7 separate regions of the Mus musculus genome follow, and all the other regions are linked to region 6. A link is a contact called in public HiCAR-type and promoter capture Hi-C data. All regions are on one chromosome and are shown on one strand. The core of a region is the stretch at or near the end of the contact, and the rest is flanking DNA. Distances in the headings are between cores, read along the strand shown. Region 1 holds the start of Rpl36al (ribosomal protein L36A-like). Region 2 holds the start of Klhdc2 (kelch domain containing 2). Region 3 holds the start of Pole2 (polymerase (DNA directed), epsilon 2 (p59 subunit)). Region 4 holds the start of Vcpkmt (valosin containing protein lysine (K) methyltransferase). Region 5 has its middle 7.2 kb from the start of Nemf. Region 6 holds the start of Actr10 (ARP10 actin-related protein 10). Region 7 holds the start of Rps29 (ribosomal protein S29).

The links. Promoter capture Hi-C pulls out the DNA fragments that hold promoters and counts their contacts. HiCAR-type assays count read pairs that join an accessible place to other places.
Region 1: a promoter capture Hi-C map of pre-B cells shows a contact between it and region 6. The contact joins the promoter of Rpl36al here to the promoter of Actr10 in region 6. A contact is called at or near these places in 3 of 39 promoter capture datasets (the C10 cell line, neutrophils and pre-B cells) and 1 of 9 other capture datasets (liver).
Region 2: a HiCAR-type map of astrocytes shows a contact between it and region 6, with 4 times the contacts expected there. The contact joins the promoter of Klhdc2 here to the promoter of Actr10 in region 6. A contact is called at or near these places in 3 of 39 promoter capture datasets (hippocampal neurons, liver and pre-B cells), 1 of 115 datasets of contacts at active chromatin or transcription factors (astrocytes) and 1 of 9 other capture datasets (adipose tissue).
Region 3: a contact with region 6 is called in a promoter capture Hi-C map of pre-B cells, with 4 times the contacts expected there. The contact joins the promoter of Pole2 here to the promoter of Actr10 in region 6. A contact is called at or near these places in 1 of 39 promoter capture datasets (pre-B cells), 1 of 484 Hi-C or Micro-C datasets (B cells) and 1 of 9 other capture datasets (liver).
Region 4: a contact with region 6 is called in a promoter capture Hi-C map of liver, with 3 times the contacts expected there. The contact joins the promoter of Vcpkmt here to the promoter of Actr10 in region 6. A contact is called at or near these places in 4 of 39 promoter capture datasets (liver, maxillary cranial neural crest, neutrophils and 1 more) and 1 of 115 datasets of contacts at active chromatin or transcription factors (astrocytes).
Region 5: a contact with region 6 is called in a promoter capture Hi-C map of pre-B cells, with 6 times the contacts expected there. The contact joins the enhancer-like site here to the promoter of Actr10 in region 6. A contact is called at or near these places in 3 of 39 promoter capture datasets (cranial neural crest, hippocampal neurons and pre-B cells) and 1 of 115 datasets of contacts at active chromatin or transcription factors (astrocytes).
Region 7: a contact with region 6 is called in a promoter capture Hi-C map of pre-B cells, with 4 times the contacts expected there. The contact joins the promoter of Rps29 here to the promoter of Actr10 in region 6. A contact is called at or near these places in 2 of 39 promoter capture datasets (neutrophils and pre-B cells), 3 of 484 Hi-C or Micro-C datasets (B cells, CD4 T cells and regulatory T cells), 1 of 115 datasets of contacts at active chromatin or transcription factors (large pre-B cells) and 1 of 9 other capture datasets (adipose tissue).

Annotation. Positions count from the first base shown.
Region 1 is chr12:69,182,643-69,185,342 of GRCm38.p6, forward strand. It overlaps Rpl36al (ribosomal protein L36A-like), which reads right to left and starts at 1,425. Exons shown (of 2, transcript NM_025589.4): 1 at 1,341-1,425; 2 at 92-523. The coding sequence starts at 494. The coding sequence ends at 174. Mgat2 (mannoside acetylglucosaminyltransferase 2) reads left to right here and starts at 1,516. Exons shown (of 1, transcript NM_146035.2): 1 at 1,516-2,700. The coding sequence starts at 2,012.
Region 2 is chr12:69,295,239-69,297,938 of GRCm38.p6, forward strand. It overlaps Klhdc2 (kelch domain containing 2), which reads left to right and starts at 1,443. Exons shown (of 13, transcript NM_027117.3): 1 at 1,443-1,909. The coding sequence starts at 1,757.
Region 3 is chr12:69,226,894-69,229,593 of GRCm38.p6, forward strand. It overlaps Pole2 (polymerase (DNA directed), epsilon 2 (p59 subunit)), which reads right to left and starts at 1,297. Exons shown (of 19, transcript NM_011133.2): 1 at 1,204-1,297. The coding sequence starts at 1,271. It also overlaps a transcript of Klhdc1 not described here.
Region 4 is chr12:69,581,633-69,584,332 of GRCm38.p6, forward strand. Vcpkmt (valosin containing protein lysine (K) methyltransferase) reads right to left here and starts at 1,385. Exons shown (of 6, transcript NM_001033236.3): 1 at 1,089-1,385; 2 at 888-998; 3 at 644-713. The coding sequence starts at 1,354. It overlaps Sos2 (SOS Ras/Rho guanine nucleotide exchange factor 2), which reads right to left. Exons shown (of 23, transcript NM_001135559.1): 23 at 2,129-2,700.
Region 5 is chr12:69,363,012-69,365,711 of GRCm38.p6, forward strand. No RefSeq gene overlaps it. Among named protein-coding and RNA genes, the nearest start is that of Nemf, 7.2 kb to the left of the region's middle. Within about 2 kb of position 1,285, at least 342 of the 459 cell types and tissues checked have an H3K27ac peak or open chromatin away from gene starts, as enhancers often do. A contact at or near this core is called in astrocytes, hippocampal neurons and pre-B cells, where this site is marked.
Region 6 is chr12:70,936,440-70,939,139 of GRCm38.p6, forward strand. Actr10 (ARP10 actin-related protein 10) reads left to right here and starts at 1,418. Exons shown (of 13, transcript NM_019785.2): 1 at 1,418-1,592. The coding sequence starts at 1,516.
Region 7 is chr12:69,157,750-69,160,449 of GRCm38.p6, forward strand. Rps29 (ribosomal protein S29) reads right to left here and starts at 1,437. Exons shown (of 3, transcript NM_009093.2): 1 at 1,248-1,437; 2 at 912-1,011; 3 at 1-72. The coding sequence starts at 1,309. The coding sequence ends at 64. It also overlaps Rn7s1.

The sequences.
Region 1 (2,700 bases), core at 175-2,674, 1.8 Mb before region 6:
TTTAGGAGGCAGAGGTAGACCCAGACTCAAATTATGTTTGAAAACAAAACCCCCTAAATATGCAATCCTACTGAGAATCAAAACACAAGGCTTGGTATCATTAACAGTAACTTTATTCTCTAGCAGGTCATTTCTCTACTGCTTCAGTATTTTCCTCTCAGAGAACACAAGTTTTAGAACTGGATCACTTGGCCCTTCCTCTTCTTGTCGCCTCCCAGTTCAAAATGCTTGCATCTCTTAATGGCCAGCATCCTCTTGGATCTGCAGTTGGGCTCAACACACTCAAGCCTGAGCACAATCTTCTTTGTGGTTTTGGCCTTCTTTCGAAAGATTGGCTTTGTCTGCCCACCGTAGCCACTCTGCTTGCGATCGTAGCGCCGCTTTCCTTGGGCATACAGGGAATCCTTGCCCTTCTTATACTGGGTCACTTTGTGAGGCTGATGCTTGCCACATTTCTTACAGAAAGTCCTTCGGGTTTTTGGTACGTTGACCATGTTTGCAGTAGAAGTGTCTGCGATGAGAACTGTAAGAAAGTTTCAGACATTAAAGATCTTCAAACTCGAAAGTTTTAAACAGGTATAATTTGTAGGAACATATAAAAAAAAAACAGTAATGTTCGAAAATTTGTGAACCCACCAAGTACTCATTTCCCACGTGAATAAAAGGCCAACACGCAGCTGAGTGGATGAGCACTGGCTTAAACACCGGGGTTCAATCCTTACCACTTCAAGCCTATAGAAAAACTGTTTTTTGTTTTTTTAAACTAAAACGAGGCATTAACAGTTAAAAACTCAGACCTGATGGAGTGTGTCCTGGGAGGCTGAGGCAGAGGATTGCTAGTTGAGGTCTGCCTTAGCGTCCAAAGGAACTGACACTTGGAGTGGCCATTACAGTTCTCCCCAAACCAGCGTCCAATTTCTTAGGTCTCACTGCAAGGACAACGCAGTGGCGTCCGGGTAGAGAAGTTTTGCTCGGACTACCCCACAGCAATTCCCTCCGTTTTCTAGCTACGAATGGCTTACAACGAAATATAGTCGTTTCTGCAACAACCGGGCTCGTTCCTTCCCCCCAGCCACGTCAGTCTGTTTTGGCTTCACCCCCTCTAAAGCACCGTCACTCTCCAGCGGGCCCGAAGGCTGACGTGTCGTTAGCAGCCAGCACGCCTCGCCGCCCGGGAGCCGCCATGCTGGAGCGGTCTCTTCCGAGAGAGCCGCGGGCTGACCTCAAGCCGCGGCGGGCAGCACCTGCCCCTTTCCGACGCCTCAAAGAGCTAGGTCGGCTCCGGCTTCCAGGCGACCGCGGTCCCCAAGGAAGCAGCTACCGCTCTGCTCCAGACTTACCGAGAGACCGGCCGCCGCGATCCCCGACTCAACCGCACGCGCCGAACAGGAAAGGGACGAACAGAGCGGAAGTCGGAACTGAACCTGAGCGACGGGAATGCGAACCAATAAGCAGCGGCCTCCTCCGGAGGCTTCTGAGAAGCGCCAATCAGCGCCCGGCGGGGCGGGGCGGGGCGGAGGGTGTGGGCCGGAGGGCCCGGGCGCTCGCAGGCCAGTCGCGGCTTGTCAGAGCGGTCGCTGCCGGAGCGGGGCGAGGCTGCGGCGTTCGGTGTCGCCGTTCCGCCGTGCGAGCAAGGATGAGCGCGCAGAGGACGCAGAGCCACGGGCAGCGCAGGTAAAGGAATCACGGTGTCGGCGACCGCGGCGGGGCTTCTTCCGGGACCCCCGGGTGCTGAATGGAGAGGACCGAGGCGACGTTGAGCCGCGGCTCGTAGCGGCGGGGCGGCTGCCGGAGCTGCAACTGCCAGAGAGGATGCGCGGAGCCCGGGCGGCGCGAGGCAGTTGAGAGCCTTCGGGCCCCAGGACGCCGGAGCCCGGGATGAGTTAGCGAGGGCCGCCGCGGGGGCCAGTTCCTAGGGCTGCAGGCCAAGGCGACGGCGCCGCCCGCCCGCCCCTTCCGTGCAGAGGCCGCCAGCTTCTTTTCCGCGCCCGCGCTCCGGGCCCTGGAGACCATGAGGTTCCGCATCTACAAACGGAAGGTGCTAATCCTGACGCTCGTGGTGGCCGCCTGCGGCTTCGTCCTCTGGAGTAGCAATGGGCGACAAAGGAAGAGCGACGCCCTTGGCCCGCCGCTGCTGGACGCGGAGCCCGTACGGGGTGCGGGCCACCTTGCTGTGTCCGTAGGCATCCGCAGGGTCTCAAACGAATCGGCCGCTCCTCTGGTTCCCGCGGTCCCGCGGCCGGAGGTGGACAACCTAACGCTGCGGTACCGGTCCCTGGTGTACCAGTTGAACTTCGATCAGATGCTGAGGAACGTCGGTAATGACGGCACCTGGAGCCCCGGGGAGCTGGTGCTGGTGGTCCAGGTGCATAACAGGCCGGAATACCTCAGGTTGCTGATAGACTCGCTTCGCAAAGCCCAGGGTATTCAGGAAGTCCTAGTCATCTTTAGCCATGACTTCTGGTCCGCAGAGATCAACAGTCTGATCTCCAGGGTGGATTTCTGCCCGGTTCTGCAAGTGTTCTTTCCGTTCAGCATTCAGCTGTACCCGAATGAGTTTCCGGGTAGTGACCCTAGAGATTGCCCCAGAGACCTAAAGAAGAATGCAGCTCTGAAGTTGGGGTGCATCAATGCCGAATACCCTGACTCCTTCGGCCATTACAGAGAGGCCAAGTTCTCACAAACCAAACACCATTGGTG
Region 2 (2,700 bases), core at 193-2,692, 1.6 Mb before region 6:
AAGTGTGTGCTAAGGGTGTGTCTGTATTCCAATCAGAGTAGCCATGTTGCTGGATAAAAATCCTTCTACAATGGCCCAGGACTATTTGTAACTATTGATAGTCTCATGGAGTGACAGAAGTCTAGTCTCTTGAGGACAAGGGACAGCAGTGGCTCTGTGGTGTAGATTACCTTCATCTGGCTTCTGTGGCAAGATTCTCTGGGATGCTAACTGTTCTTGTTAACTGAAGTGTATCCGTCCAGAACATGGGTTTTGTGCTTAAAAGCTCACTCTGAGAAAGGCTCGTTGCTACACTGGGATCCCAAACTAATAAAGACTTTCTATTGCCTTAAGTTCATGTCTGAGCTGTCCTCTCTAGTGGCTATCCCCACAACACCATCAAATTTTTCTTGCAAACAATAATCACGAGGCAGTAAAATGTGTCCAAGTGCAGCTCATCTGGAATAAGGCTGATCTGTGGAGGAATATCCACTTGCATGCTCCTGACCCCTAGGGCAAGGTGATTTCCACTGTTGGACGATCAGTTGCTCACCACAAACCTCAGCTTAGTGCAAATTGGTCATTCACATTACAGCAGATTTGCAGTGTGAGAGGTTGTGGCCAACAGTGAGAGATGTCTTCTACCCGCCAAACATGAAACTGATGCTAGATTTTCTTCTCCAGTGTCATCCAGCACGAAGTGGCTGGTGGAAACGCTGCCAATCTCTTTTTGACAGTATACACCCTGGGCAGCAGCAGGAAGGCCATTTCTCTCTCTGACTGTCTCTTGCAATGGCAGTGAGGAAGGCCCCCCTCAGCACAGCACCAAGGGCACTGGACATCTCTTGCATGGCAAAATTGCCCCAGGGAGACCTGGATGAATCTGGTCAAGAAACAGAATCTGCCTGGTGGAGCACACCTTTTATCCCAGCGCTTTAATCTCAAACCCCAGACCCTTAACTCTTGTGTTTCAGCAAGTACATCTCCAGCAACTGGTGAGAGTTTCAAAGAGAAAAGCTTTTTTTGGTCGTTTTTGTTAAGTGTGTATTTTGCTCAGTATATATTTAGCAGTCCCAAAACGAAGAGAGGGAGAAAGAAAAAAAAAAAAGACAAGATGAGCAGCACGGAGAGCCACCATTTAAATGAGGAGCCTGAAGTGTTTTCCAGACCAGCCTTATTTTATGGGCGAGGAATTGGGTTTAAATAATTCGTAATTTTCATTTGGCCTCTTAGAAGCCCAGATTGTGAGTCTGGGATTCGCATTCTTTCCCCAAGGGTGGGTTGTTATGGTTTAGGAACTATCCAGGCCAGAGCACCCTGAGGCGGGAGGACGGATGTTGGGAGGACTCAGATGCCCAAGGGCCCGACTGGGAGGACTACACAGCAGTAGGACAGCACTGCGGTGGGACCGGACGACGGGAGGCTCAGCAGCGCAGGGGGCGAGAGCGCTTCCGGAGCGTGGGGACAGTGTCCGCTGCGGACGACTTCCGGCGGCGGCATAAACAAGGCCCCGGCGGCCGGAGGCGGGGCGGGCTGCGAGTGCGAGCCCCGTCGGCCGCTCTCCCGCTCTGAGCCAGGACCCGGCCGCGGCGCGGTCCCCGCGAGACCCGCAGCCGCTGTCGGCGCGCGCCCCAGCGCTCGTCCCGGAGGCGGAGGCGTAGCGCAGGACAGGCGGGTCGTCAGCGCTGGCTGCGCGCCGCGGTCCACCGCTCCGCTTTCCTTTGTCTCCCGTCTGCGGGGCCGGAGCGGTCTCGGTGGCCAGCGGTGCAGCCTCAAGATGGCTGATGGCAACGAGGATGCTCGAGCGGAGGATCTGCCGGGCCCGGCCTTCGAGAACTACGAGGCCATGGAGCTGGCCTGCCCGGCTGAACGCAGCGGCCACGTCGCTGTCAGCGATGGGCGCCACATGTTCGTCTGGGGCGGCTACAAGGTCAGTAGGGCGGAGTGGGCACGATCGCCGCCGCGGCTCTTGCTCATTCAGGAGAGCATCTTCCCGCCCTGCCCTGGTGGATTCGGGGATCCTGGGCTATTGTCACCGCTCTCTTGAACTTATGAGTCAGCCTATCCCACGCACCCCCTACGCATTGTCTTTGGAGTGAGCGGAGCGAGGTTCTGTTATTGTGGGTCGCGTAGCGGGTGACTGTGGCCCGAGGTACGGAAAAGGGTGGGGGCGAGGGTGTGTGAGAATCACTCATATACCTTTGGGCCCGGTCGCCCGGAGCTGGGGCCATTTAGCCGACAGACACTATATTCAACAATATTGTCACTGTGTGAACCAAGGCCACAGGAATCGCTTGCTCAACCTCCCCGAAGGTGTAACGGTGTCATCAACACCTGTGCAGATGCCCCCACCTATCTATTGTTTGAACGCAGGGCCATTTTTCTTAACTGGTCTCAGCTGAGAAAGGATTGCTCCTCAGTAGGCCTTACTGCGGATTTTAAAGGAAAAAATAGCCAGTGAATCCCCAGCAGCGTATGTAATTGGAGTGCAGGCCTTTGGACTTTGTGACCAAGTATCTTTTTAGTCATTTGCATTGTTTTATACCGCGAGCTGGGGAATACTGCTCAGTTACCTCCTTAAACCGCTGCTCACTGGTTCTTCTGTACTGGTTTTAGAATTCCATGATACACTCACTCTAGTTCTTGGATTTCATGTGGTGCACACTCATTTGAGCCATTTGACCTAAAACTATTTTAGTGTTAAAATGACGCCCCCCCACC
Region 3 (2,700 bases), core at 47-2,546, 1.7 Mb before region 6:
TAAATGAGATGGGTACACTGGACATGTGAGATGACCCTGTCCTGACTGGAGTGTATGAGACTCAAAGCCGAAACTCTGAGTTAAGTTTTTGTTTGATTTTCTAGACAGAGTTTCTCTGCATAGCCCTGGCTGTCCTGGAACTCACAGAGATTCACCTGCCTCTGCCTCCAGAGTGCTGGGATTAAAGTTGTGCTGGATAGCTGGCCCACAGTGAATGCAGGCATGAGTGCCATTGAGTCTCTAAATCAGAGGGTAATCTACTACACAGCACTAGATAACACACTGTCTTCCCACAGGAAAAGTCCCATGGCGTTTAATTCCACACACGGTGCTTTGAGGCTAAAAGACTTGAGTGTATATCTCAATGAATCAATTAATGAGCTTCCAACAGCTTTATAATAGTACATTTTAAGGGAAAGGAAAGGAAAAGCTATTGCTCAATTAATCCTCTCTCCAAATGTCAGGAATTAACCAAATTAAATTCATCACTTTCTCCCTGGGTAGACCCAGGTTGACCCTTGGACACTCCTGGGCAAAACGTAAAGCTAAAAGGTTCATAAAGTTCACAGTTACGAAAACAAAACATTCACACTCTGACTCAGAAAGCTATACGGATCTCAGCAGGTACTTAAACGGAAAGTGTATTATAAAATGTAAATTGTAATATGAGATTTCTTGGATATGTTCATTTTTAAAGACTGAAAAGACACACTACAGCCAGGAAAACCTCCTTTGGGGGCAAATTGTAAACTAGGAAATCTAAAAAAGCCAAACTAAAAACACGTTTAAAATCTATCCAAATTTTACTTCTCCAGGCAATAATGAAAATTCCACACAGAGACGGGTTTGGAAGACTCATACTCTACAATATAAATCGCCAACAGACACGCATATGGATTCACCCATGTCTCTCCTTCTCTGACACGTCTCTCTGTAACTTCCAGAAGTAACACTGTAATGATTCCCATTCTGCAGAGGCGGGGACCTCCGTTGATCAGAAGCCAGCACGCCCCCAACTTCCCCGCTCAGTTCGGCGTCAGCGCGCAGCTCCGCCCAGCCTGGAAGTAACATTCGCACCCGGCGCCAGGATCGCGGAAACCCAGGTAGGCTCTGCAGCCTCAAATGCACCGGAGAGACATCGCCTCTTATGACAGAATGTTCTAGATAGGGCATTGCGGCGGGTCAGGTTACCTCGAGACTCACCTCCTGAGCAGCAAGCCCCGCAGCTTGAAAGCTGAGACCGTGCGGCTCCGCAGCCGCTCCGGCGCCATGTTCGCGATTTGGCGCCACCGCCGACGCCCCGCCCCCTCCTGGAATAGACACACCCCTTGTCCCGCCCTTATATTCTTGGGCTGGTGAAATGGATTTTTTTGGCCTTACTAACTGCAGGGCCTCTGGGAATCTCAGACCCTGCCTAGGGAGTGAAGTAGGAGTGGTCAGAGTGGGAACAAGCTTCCTTTATCCCAAAAGCATTTTCTGAACACTCAGCTTCCCGGACACTCAGCTACCCTCTTCTACTCTGACTCTACCCAAGCTTCCTGCACCCAGAGTCTTCCCTTCCAGGGCTATGAGAGTTGTAGAGCCGTTGTTTCCCGGTTCTACACATGCTCAGGAAATACTGTGTTTTCACCGTTTTCGATCACTCCCATCCGACCAGTTTTAGTTGAGGGCCTCTCCACGATCCGCTGTCATCATTTAGCAGTCCCACTTTTTTCATGACATACCTTCTTTTTTTTTTTTTTTACTGGTGGAGTAACAAACCCAAGATTATAAATGGTTGGTATGAGGTGAATTGCCAGTGCGGTGGAGCTGCTCTTGAATCGTTATTCTCAGTCCTACAAGTAGACTCAGTAGAGCACATCTTAAAATGTTCCCTCTTGCTGAGTGTGATGGCACATGCCTTTAATCCAAGAACTCAGAAGGCAGAGGCAGGGGGATCTCTGTAAACACCTGGGCAACTTGTTCTAGAGAATGAGTTCCAGACCAGTCAGTGAATCACAGTGAGACCTTATATAAAAATCCATCCATCCATCCATCACACACACACACACACAAACGCACACACACACATATACTTGTGCTGTTGAGATGAATAATCAATTGGCTGTTTATAAATAAGCATGCAACTTTACAGGACACAAGAAAGCTCTGGGCATAAGACCACAGATCTATAATCCCAGGCCTCAGAACGGGGAGGTGCAAGGATTCAGGAGGCAAAGGCCATCTTTGATGTCACAGCAAGTTCAAAGCAAGCCTAAGATACCTGAGGCTTAGTGGGAGTGGGAGAGGCAAATAAGCCAAAAACTTGAATGATTTCTACAACGGTATAAGCAATTATCTCTGGGGCGTATATTTAAGATCTTTCTGAAAAGGAAAACAGTAAAAAGAATGCATGTGTATATTTGCTTGATTTTGCATTTCAAAACTTTTGAAAAGTTAAACTAGACAACAAAGAGAGATCCCAGCTGTGGTGGTTTGAATAAAAATGTCTCCCGTAGGCTCTGGTGTGTAAACACTTGGTTCCCAGTTGGTGGCGCTGTTTGGAGAGATTCAGGTGGTGCAGTTGTGCTGGAGCAGCTGTGGTGGCTTGAATATGCTTAGCCCAGGAAGGGGCACTATTAGGAGGTGTGGCCTTGTTGGACTATAGGTATGGCCTTGTTGGAGGAAGTGTGTCACTGTGTGGGTGGGCAATGAGACCCT
Region 4 (2,700 bases), core at 135-2,634, 1.4 Mb before region 6:
AGTTACAGGTGGCTGTGAACTGCCTGATGTGGGTACTGGGAACTGAACTTGGATCCTCTGGAAGAACTGTGTGTGCTCTTAACTGCTGACCCTTTTGATCATCAGTTGGCTCAAGGCATCAACTTAAAACTAAATACTGTCCAATACTGCATAAACTGATATGGGAAGAAAATCATTCCACAAGTCTAATAAAATGTTGTCACTGAGAATAACTAATTTTGGAGCGTCTCACTCTGTGCTGGCCTAGCATTCATGGCAATTGTGAGTGCTAGGATTCTAGGAGTGAGCCAACCTGCATTTTAATTAATTTCCAAAGTCACAGTTAGCAGTCAATGGGAAAAGAAAAACAAATGAACAAACAGACAAACAAACAGAAGGTATCTTAGTTTTCTAGAATATATGCAAATCGGAAAATCCTTTTAAATTTTTCCAAAAAGTCTCCAGTAGAATGCACGCAAGTTTTCTCAACCACCTCGCACAGGCAGGCCTGTATGCCTATCCTGAATTGTGCGAATGTGTTGCCTTTGATAGTTTAACTTCTCTTTACTGCCTCATCATCTATAGAACAAATATCCCACACCTGGAGGTGTTAAACCACGGAGAGCTGTGGGCTTTCGGACACACCAGTTCGACCACTACTCACCTCCTCATAGTATATACAGTCTGCCATCAATATGTAGTCTGGTGACATCAAGTCTTCTATGTCTTCACCCCTTAAAAATGTCAAACGTATGTCTTTAACTGATGCTCTGACGATTTAAAGTGTTCATTTTAGAAACGAGAAGCAGAAGGCTCCCCTCATATTAAGCAAGCGTTGTGTAAAATGCAATTTAAAGCCCATGTAAGCGATCGATTATCTTAAAAACAAGCTGAAAGGCCATACAAACCATTTCAGTACCTTGGCTTGAACAGAACCAGTCACAAGATGCTTGTTCATATCAATATTCATTTTCAGCAAGTCCTGCAGCTCTTCAAGATCAGTGACTATAACATCTGCCCTAAAAAAACAACCTCGTTGAGGTACAGGCGCAAGGCTGCACGCCGGTGACCTGATGCTGGGCGACCAGCGCCTTCCCGCCAGCTCTTACCCGAGGGTCGCAGCCATGAGCCCCACGGCCCCCGTGCCGGAGCCCAGCTCCAGCACCGAGCGCCGACTCAGCGCGTGGGCCCCGTCGCCAGAAAACCCCGGCGTCTCCAGGTATTTGGAAAGGACGATGGCGGCGTCCCACACAACGCAACCCACGCCCCCGGAGCCGTACTGCTGCAGCCGAAGCACTGTCCCATCCCGCTTCTCCAGAACCCGCACAAAGCTCCACAGCGGGTCCTCCACCTCCGGCTCCACGGCGGCCGCCATCCCTGCCCCGGCCCGCCGCAGGCTGCGGCACGCGGTAACGTCACGCCCACGCAGCACCCGTACCTCCCAGCGGCAGGGCGGCTGCCCAAGGCGCATGCGTGACTCTCAAAGTCCGCAGGAAGCAGCAGAACCTACCCAGGAGTGGCCCAGCTGCTGCTACAATGATAGGCACTTTAAGAAGCAAAGCGACCGACAGTGCTTATACATAGCTGGAGAACGGCTCACACAGAGCCGCTGGCGATAGATCTAGGCAGCTACCCAGGTCCTATCTAAAAATGGTTATATTCAAGAAGTTTTCCTACTGTGCTTCCTTTTCATATGAATGCATAAACGTGGTGGCTGGGAACGTGCTACTTGCTTTTAATGGTAAAGAAAAGTTAGTCCTTTTACATCCCACGGGGCCAAAAGATGGCCAGCAAGACCAAGGACTCACATAGTAGAAGGAGAGACCTGCAGGTTGGCCTGTCACATTGGATCTCTAGTATGAACACACACACACACACACACACACACACACACACACACACACGTAATAAACAGATGATAGCTATTCGTTCTTCTAGATTTTTTTCAGCTTTGTTGTTTTTTGTTTTTTTGTTTTCAGGATGGCCTCCTGTATCCCAAGTAGGTTCAAACTCTTCATACTCTTCACGTAGTCGAGTCGCCTTTAAGTCCAGATGCTTCCGTCTAACCTCCCAAGTTCTGCGATTACAGGTGCTCACCACTATTCCCAGCTTCTCCTTGCTCTTTGTGATGAAAAACAATATTGCAAATCTTTTACAAATTAAGACTGAGGTGATTTATTAATCTTGTTAAGAACTCTGATACAAAGCACAGTAAAAGGCCACAGACCAGTAGATAAACAACGTGGCTTTTGGCTACTTTACAATGGCTGCTACTGCACTATCAGCATAACATACATACCTTGATCACTTTGAATGATAGTATCCAAATGGCAAAGCTTTATCCTGATTAAAAAATTTAATAAAGCTTTTTAAAGTATTTTCTGTTTAAATATTACTAATCTGGAAAAACTTTTCAAAAATTTCAGTTAACACGAGATTAAAGACAGTTAATAGGTTTGACAATGGCAGTTGGTTCTTATGCCATAAGACACTTTTGTTCCAGACTTACAAATTAGTCAAATAGCAGATTGTATTATAGGCCTCAAGTCACTTACATTTATAGAGGTTATTAGCATTATCTTTAAATATATACAATATAAATAAACTGTACATATATGGCATATTAATTTTGTCTTCCCAAATAATAGGCAAATCATTAGCTAAACAATGATTAGCTAAACACCATACACTGCAAAACAAAAGGCACATCTTAATGAACAC
Region 5 (2,700 bases), core at 35-2,534, 1.6 Mb before region 6:
TAGAGGGACATTCACAGGAGAAAAACACCCAGACAACTAGAACTCAGAAAAGTGAAGACCCAAAGGAACTCCGGCATCTACAGGGCACTTGATGTCGTGTCCCTTAAAATGTAAGAAGCGGCTAGGCATGGTGGCGCACGCCTTTAATCCCAGCACTCAGGAGGCAGAGGCAGGCAGATTTCTGAGTTCGAGGCCAGCCTGGTCTACAAAGTGAGTTCCAGGACAGCCAGGGCTATACAGAGAAACCCTGTCTGTCTCAAAAAAAAAAAAAAAAAAAAAAAAAGTAAGTACGTGATTTTCTAGTTTTTCCTACAATTTCTATTTATATACAGTCTCTATATCCATACCAACTTTTTTATTCTTGTGAACGAAACTTATTTTCTGCCTTTCTCATTTGTCACTATCCTTTAGTATCAGTAAATATTTTATTCATCATATGGTTGTGTAAGTTGAATCACTATTGGTCACTCTACCATCGACATTTAGCTTGTATTAAGAATTAGTGATCAACACAATAGTTAGAGCTGTTTAGTGGATTTTGTATAAACCAAGTAGTTTTTTTGAGTTTAAGAAAGTTTTTGAAGTGTTGCCCAAGTTGGTCTAGAATCCCAAATTAGAGCATTCCTGCCTCAGACTCCTCAATAGCTAAGACAGGACGATGCCATCAGAGATATCTGTTTGCTTCTTATTGCAAAACAAACAAGTATCTGGCTGTGTGGGGTTTTCCTTTTGAGTGTGTGAGATGGGGTGTCACTATGCCTCAGGCACTTCCCATGAAGATTAAGCAGGCCTTGAACTCCCAGGTTATCTCTTGAAATGTAACCTGTATTATGTAGAATCTGGGCCCTGAACATTGTTGTAGATTAACACCCTCGTTGCAAATGGAACGTAAACCTGTCTACAAAGTACACCTTAGAACTCATTAAGTTTCTTAATTTGTCTATTAAGACATTAAACCAGGAAGAGCAAGTGGTCAGACAGAAAAACTCTTCAGGGTCTTGGTCTTGAGACACAAGCAGCCACCCGGGGAAGCAACAGAGGACCAGAGGAAGCTGGAAGCGGAGAGGATGCTGGAAGAGGGCCGCTAGGCGGCTGGAGGGGGCGCAGAGTTTATAAATGAGGTTGCCTCAAAGAAGTTCGGGGGAACTGTTCCCAACACCAACTCAAGGGGTTCAAGGAAGAAACTTGCGGGACGGGAGGACTCGCCACGAAGAGAAAGTCCCGCGCTCTCCATGAGGGAGGGCGGAGCGGACAACCGGAGGAAGGGCGGGGCTCGTAACGGAAGGGCGGGCCCGGGAGGGGTGGATAGGGCCCCTGCAGAGTGAAAAGAAAACCGGTTTCGGAGAGTGAGCTCCGTGGGCTTTGGAAGCAGTGGTCCCGGAGCTGTGTCTTCCATACCAAGCCCTCGCTTCCCCATCGTGAACAGACTTTTCTGCGATTCACCATAGTGGGGTCACCTGATACTGCATACAGAATATTTATTAGGATAGCTTTTATGTTCATTTTAGGGACGTGTTCGTTGCAGTCTGACCTTGCTTCTATTACATTTAATAGTTGAGCCATGACGTAACTAGGATTACACTTTGCTATATTACAGGTTTTCTTAATGGCAGCACCTTGATTGAAGGAGGAACCTTTAATGGGATTAATGTTTTCTCAAAACAAAAAATTAGGCTGCTAGCTGGCATAGTGCTTGCCCACCTGTATGGAATCTTCCCCGGCTTCATGGATTAGCTCCCCCACACCTCAGAATCTGATCATTGTGGAGCTTACCTGTAAACCTAGCTAGCACCTGACAGCTGGAGGTAGTAAGATCAAAAGTTCAAGGCCAGCCTGGAGAAAATAAAGAGTTCTGTGTACACTTGAGATGAGAAACCATCTCAAAAACAAACAAACAAAAAATCAAAACGAATTTCTTGTGTCAGGTTAATTCAGAATACATCCAAAGGCTAAAAATTACTAAACAAGTGTCGCATTTGGTAGGCCGATTTTCTTCTGTTTGTATATATTTGACTTGCATCTAACAACCATGTATATAGAATGTAGCAGAATTCCATTACAGCATCGTTATTTATTTCGATTCTGATTGGATTTCCCCACTATCTAACAGAACGTATTGGGAATACCCATGCTGTTTCTTTACAGTGGTGTGACGGAGACACTTTGCTACTTATCTTGAGAATCACTCCAACACTTCTTTTAAGTCAACTAATGTTGGAAGGATTCTTTTGAAGAATCCTTAGGAATGTTCCTAAGCCTGACATTCAGTCACATTCAGTCAAAATACTTAGAATATCAATGTGCCTGAATTTCTATTCTCAAGTCTAATTATTTGCTACAGTTAATGTATTTGAACTGGCTAATTAAAAAAACACACACACACACACACAATCATTTCTAAATCCAAAGGCTAAGTATAGCAGAGTTGCAAACATGGTGTGCCATTTACTCTAATTCACATGAATGCTAACATTTCATCCTTGAAGAGCCTAGGTTTGATAGGAAATCAAACTCTTCAAATTGTATAAGCTTTCACGTACTATGGTGAGAGACTAAGGTAACACTCTTTATTCTAAAACATTCTGTTTACTCATCTAACAAGTGCATACTGAGCCTCTGTAGTCTTCTAAGTGTCCTGAAGTGTTAGTTTGGGGGATAAATGTTAAGTACTGAAATTAAAACTGTAAGCAAGGAGTAATT
Region 6 (2,700 bases), core at 168-2,667:
AAGACTGGTTTCCCTTCTTTGAAAGCTTGTATGGAGCCTTCTGGTACCATGAAAGCTAGTTCTCAGGGAGGAGGCTTTCTGGTTAGAACCTCTGGGTCCTCTGTCTAAAGTGCATGGTGTCTTAGCAACAACGACTTATCCTCAACCTCTGCAATGCAACTAAGAGCAACAGCAAAGCTTGTTTGGGGAGTTTCTTGGACATCTCTGACAAACTGCTCAAACAGCATCTCCTTGCCCAGTGCTGGGATTTTTGTTAGATGACTGTGAGAAAATGTCTCTTTTGCAGACTGTCTGGACAGTTTTTTCAGTTGGGTCAACATTCTTTGCTTCCAGCCAGCAAGAGAAATAAATCAGGGTTTTTTTTGTTTGTTTGTTTTTTTAATGTACTCTTAAATCTTTCTTTTTAAAAAATACTCCACAAGAGGTTCCATTCAAACATCTGAGATTATTAAGGAATATATTTGTTTTGTGTTCATTCTTTTTTTCTTTCTGCTAAAATAACCACGATATTCTCCTTATTAAATTTTTATTTATTTGTTCTCGATTTCATGTATATGCTTTGATCATATCTTTGCATCTTGCCACCATGACACCTGGTTTCTCCTCTTCTAGAAATCCAATCAATCTCCCCAGCAACAGGCAAGAACTGCTGTCTTAGTAACTATTCTATTTCTGGGAAGAGACAACATGACTAAGACAACTCTTATAAAAGGAATCGTCAATCGGGGACCTGCTTACAGTTTTAGTTAATGATGGGGGGGTGGGGTGGCGGGCAGGCATGGCAATGAAGCAGTAGCTGAGAGCTTTACATCTTAATTGCCAGGCAACAAGGGTCCGGGGTGGGGGTTGGGGGCAGAGGAGGCAGGGAGGAGAGAGCTGCGCCTAGTGTGGGCTTTTTAAACCCCAAAGTCCACTCCCAGTGACACACCTCCTCCAAGGTCAAATCTCCATATCCTTCCAAAACTGTTCCAGTCCTCGGTGACTAAGCATTCAAACAGATGAGCCTAGGCGCGCGGGGGGGGGGGGGGGGGGGGCGTTCGCATGTAAACCACCACAAATACTGCTGTAATTAAGGAGCATTTCCGCCTTCCCAATCCAAGTTTTGAATTTAGATCTTAGGATCCTTTTCTAGAACTGCTTCGGGGAGAGTGAAAGCCAATCTCTTCTGAGCAGACTCTATCTTGTGTGTTCATTGCGGCGACTAAATGTCATGATAAACGACCAACACAGAACTGGAGAATGAGAAAGCGATCTCAAGTTCCTGCCTCCCCTCCTAAGCCGCTAAAAATCCTTACTACGCCGCGCAGGCGCCCCCGGCCGCTGAGCGAGAGGACCCGGGAGGCTCCGCCCCTCTAAGGTGTCCGGCGCGCCTGACCGCCTCGGCCTCCGCGACGTCAGGCCTCTCCTTGGCCAGCCCGGGTCCTCGGCTTTGTGAGGACCCCGCCCCGCCCCCGCGCTGAGGCAGCCCCCCCGCCGGGCGGACCACTTCACCCTCTCTACGTCGGTCTCTCAAAGATGCCGCTCTACGAGGGCCTTGGGAGCGGCGGCGAGAAGACAGCAGTCGTGATCGACCTAGGAGAAGCTTTCACCAAGTGAGTGGCCATGGGCGGCTGTGGGCCCGAGGGACGTGCCGGTGGTCCCGGACTGGCAACCGTCTTTAGGCCCGCTGGGCACCCGGGACCTTCCCCCGGCGATCCCGCGAATGCTAGCTCACATCGTTGCCTTAAGGCAAAGCTCAGTCCACACTCAGTGATGAATGTGTTGTCAGGGAGGACTCTCTTGGGCAATGCGAACCTGTAGGATCTGGTGGCCTGAGTGGGATCTGGACTCCTAGAGAAGCCCAGGAAGCTCGGGGAACGGTGTCCCCCACCCCACCCCCGTCTAAGGTGATCAGGGGCCATCACTTTAACTTTTGACAGCGATGACCCAGATTGTGCTTGCCTCTGGCTGGGTCAGATTGGAAGGAAACCATCGAATTGTAACGCTTGCTGACTCTTTCCACCATAAAACATTTATGGGATGGAGCCCCATTGGTTCTGGAAATAGATTGTTCTCCAGGAGTGTAGGAAATCAGCTATGGAGCCCTGGCACATGAAGACAGGAAGCCGCATAGAAATGAGACGGGAAATTGTTGGTTACCTTATAATACTCTTAGACCCACATTTTGCACTTTAAAAAAGCAGTTTGTAAGCACGGGAGTAGTGGTCCTCGAAGTGGCAGTCAAAGGTAGAGATAGCAAAACACAAATTCACAAGCCTTGGAACATCTGGACAGTATGAGAGGATGCTGGACGGTTTTAAGTTCTTTGGACCATCCATTTAAGAGTCCTTGTATTGGACTCAAGAACAACACAGAATTACATGACATATATGTATATATAAAGTGATGTTGTGTATGAAATACATATTAGGCTCCAGAAAGCTGAGAGTTCCATCATATATACATATTATGTGTTTGAGGTGAAGTTATATATGAAACAGATGTGTGGATTATTTTTGCATATTTTAAACACTTCCTAACCTGTAATAGATGTTAAGCAACTATTAAATAAATGGTCATAAGAACAGACTTAAAAATTGGTCCTTAGAAGCTACAGAATTGGATTAAACATAGTTCTTGATTATCCTCTCCTTCTCTGACTCTCCCATATTCATCTTACTTTTTTAAAAAACATTAATATAATAAGTAGAGATTACTACC
Region 7 (2,700 bases), core at 187-2,686, 1.8 Mb before region 6:
TGTACAAAGACTAGCATGATCGGTTCCACTTGGTAGTAGTCAGTCGAATCCATTCAAGGTCGCTTAGTCCAACTGAAAAGAAAAAAACAAAACGGAGTCTATTACTTAGACTGTGATTCTGGCATTTATTTCCACTGGTTCCCCCTAGTTATTCCCCGATACAAGACCACACAAAATTACATTAACCATGTCATGTACTCCGGAGTTACTAAATAGCCCGTTTCTGCAGTTCATCTTAACCCGAAAAAACCTAGACCAGACGGAGGAGGGACCGATCCTGACACACTTGAGTCATTCAAGTCTCTAAACTGTAAGGCTAGGCTTACAGTAACTATTTCATCAATAATGTAAGTCTGAGCTTAAAACTCTCTGCTGCACCTCAGCAGTGTCAAATACCATGCAGGCCCATTAAACACAAGTTTATTTAAAACTGGTCCCGCAGCTGGGTGTGATGCACACCTTTAATCCCAGCAGAGAATCTGTGTTCCAGGACAGCCAGGGCTACGGAGAAACCCGGTTAAAATACTTTTTAAAAAAATTGGTACAAATAAAAAGCAGATGAAATATATATACAGTGGTTTTGACCAAAAAAGGAGACTTTTGAGACATCAACCTTAGAACAAATAAAAAGCCAAAACCCTGGCTAAAACATAGCAGTGTGTTCACTAGATTCACTTAGGTTTCGGTGTGTGAAGTCTAGAGCTCTTCCCAGTATGATCAAACATCCTGGGCCAGAAATTTAAGACACGTATTGGGTTAGGAATATTCAGTTACTATGTAGAAACTGCACCACCTCCTACCCACCTGACACCTAAATCTGACCAGGCATTAAACCCTTCACCCTTCCCTTCTGGAACTCTTAAAACCCTCCGCTGTGTGCATCGTGGACGGCAGCGACCAACCGCGCGTACCTTAATGAAGCCTATGTCCTTCGCGTACTGCCGGAAGCACTGGCGGCACATGTTCAGCCCGTATTTGCGGATCAGACCGTGGCGGTTGGAGCAGACGCGGCTGGGAGGAGGAAGGACAAGGAGATGGCCTTAATGGAGCCGCCACAGTAAGGTACAGCACTCCTCAGCTTCCCCACCACCCGCAGCAGGGCCCGCCCGGCCCGGCCTAGCTAAGCCCGTAATGGCGACGGCAGCACCGAACGCCCTGCGCGCCGCCCGCGGGCCTTGAATTTCCGACACCCAGTCACCAACAATGGCCCTTCCCTCTAACCGCGGTCTCCACAACCCGCTCCTCACCAAGAGCGGGAACCCTGGCCGAACTTCCGTGGGTGACTCCAGTAGAGCTGCTGGTGACCCATCTTGCCTTCAGACGCCCAACGAGGAGAAAGGAACGAGTCGGCTCGCGCAGGCGCTCTTCAAAGTTTTTTGGAGCTACACGCTACCCAGAATACAACGCTAAGACGTGACGCGTACGCCGTGCGACAACATTGGTCCGCGTGCTCTGAGTGACATTTCTAAGGCTGGCTGGGCGGGCACAGTGAGTGACGTCACGGCCCGCCGCAGCTCTAGTATCTCCCCGTCGCTCTCAGCGCTCGCCGGGCGCGGTGGCGCACGCCTGTAGTCCCAGCTACTCGGGAGGCTGAGACAGGAGGATCGCTTGAGTCCAGGAGTTCTGGGCTGTAGTGCGCTATGCCGATCGGGTGTCCGCACTAAGTTCGGCATCAATATGGTGACCTCCCGGGAGCGGGGGACCACCAGGTTGCCTAAGGAGGGGTGAACCGGCCCAGGTCGGAAACGGAGCAGGTCAAAACTCCCGTGCTGATCAGTAGTGGGATCGCGCCTGTGAATAGCCACTGCACTCCAGCCTGGGCAACATAGCGAGACCCCGTCTCTTTTTGGACACTTAATAATATTAACATTATTCTCACTTTCTTTTTAATTCACCCTTTTCTCATATAATACATTTCAACCTTAATTTTTTACATTGTCTTAACACAAACGTTCGCTTACAAACGTGATTTTTTTTTTCCTTTACTCACTACTGACACCTACTGGCGTGAAATTATATGACAACTTAAATCAAGTGTAATGAGTAAGAGTCAACGATAGGGGCCTCTTATTAAATCTTTTGACCTCATATACTCCAAAAAGAAATCCACATCATTCCATGGATGGAAAATAGGGTCTTACGTATATGTGAGTATACCACCCTTGATACCTAAATATAATCGCCTACATTTACTTTTCATTTGTTTTTGTGTAGACAAGACTGGCCCAAGACTCTCATTTTGCCCATAATAGACTCACACTCCCTATCCTAATGTCTCAGCCTCTAATAATGGGCTTGCTTGTGCCACCAAACGCAGGCTAAGTGGATGAATATGAAGAAAAGTAATATAAAATAAAAGTTGTTTTCATCAGATAATTTAATAGCAAAACAAGTAACGACAAACTTCAAAAGACAAATTTATAAAAAATAAAAAATATATAAAATAAAAATAAAACCTAAAATTGCACAAAGCCCTGCCCCCTGAAATAAAAGCTTTAACTAAATCTAGAATGTAGCAGAGTAAAATTAAGAAAAAAAGCCTTTTGTAGAAGACTTTTAATAGAAACTTTAAAAAAAACTTTAAAGTATGCTACTTCAAAATTTTGGTAGACAATCCTTACCCAATTATTTCATAATGAAAGAGTCACAGATTTAAAGACCAGATATAATTTAATGTCTGTTGTCAGTCTTCAAATCTAG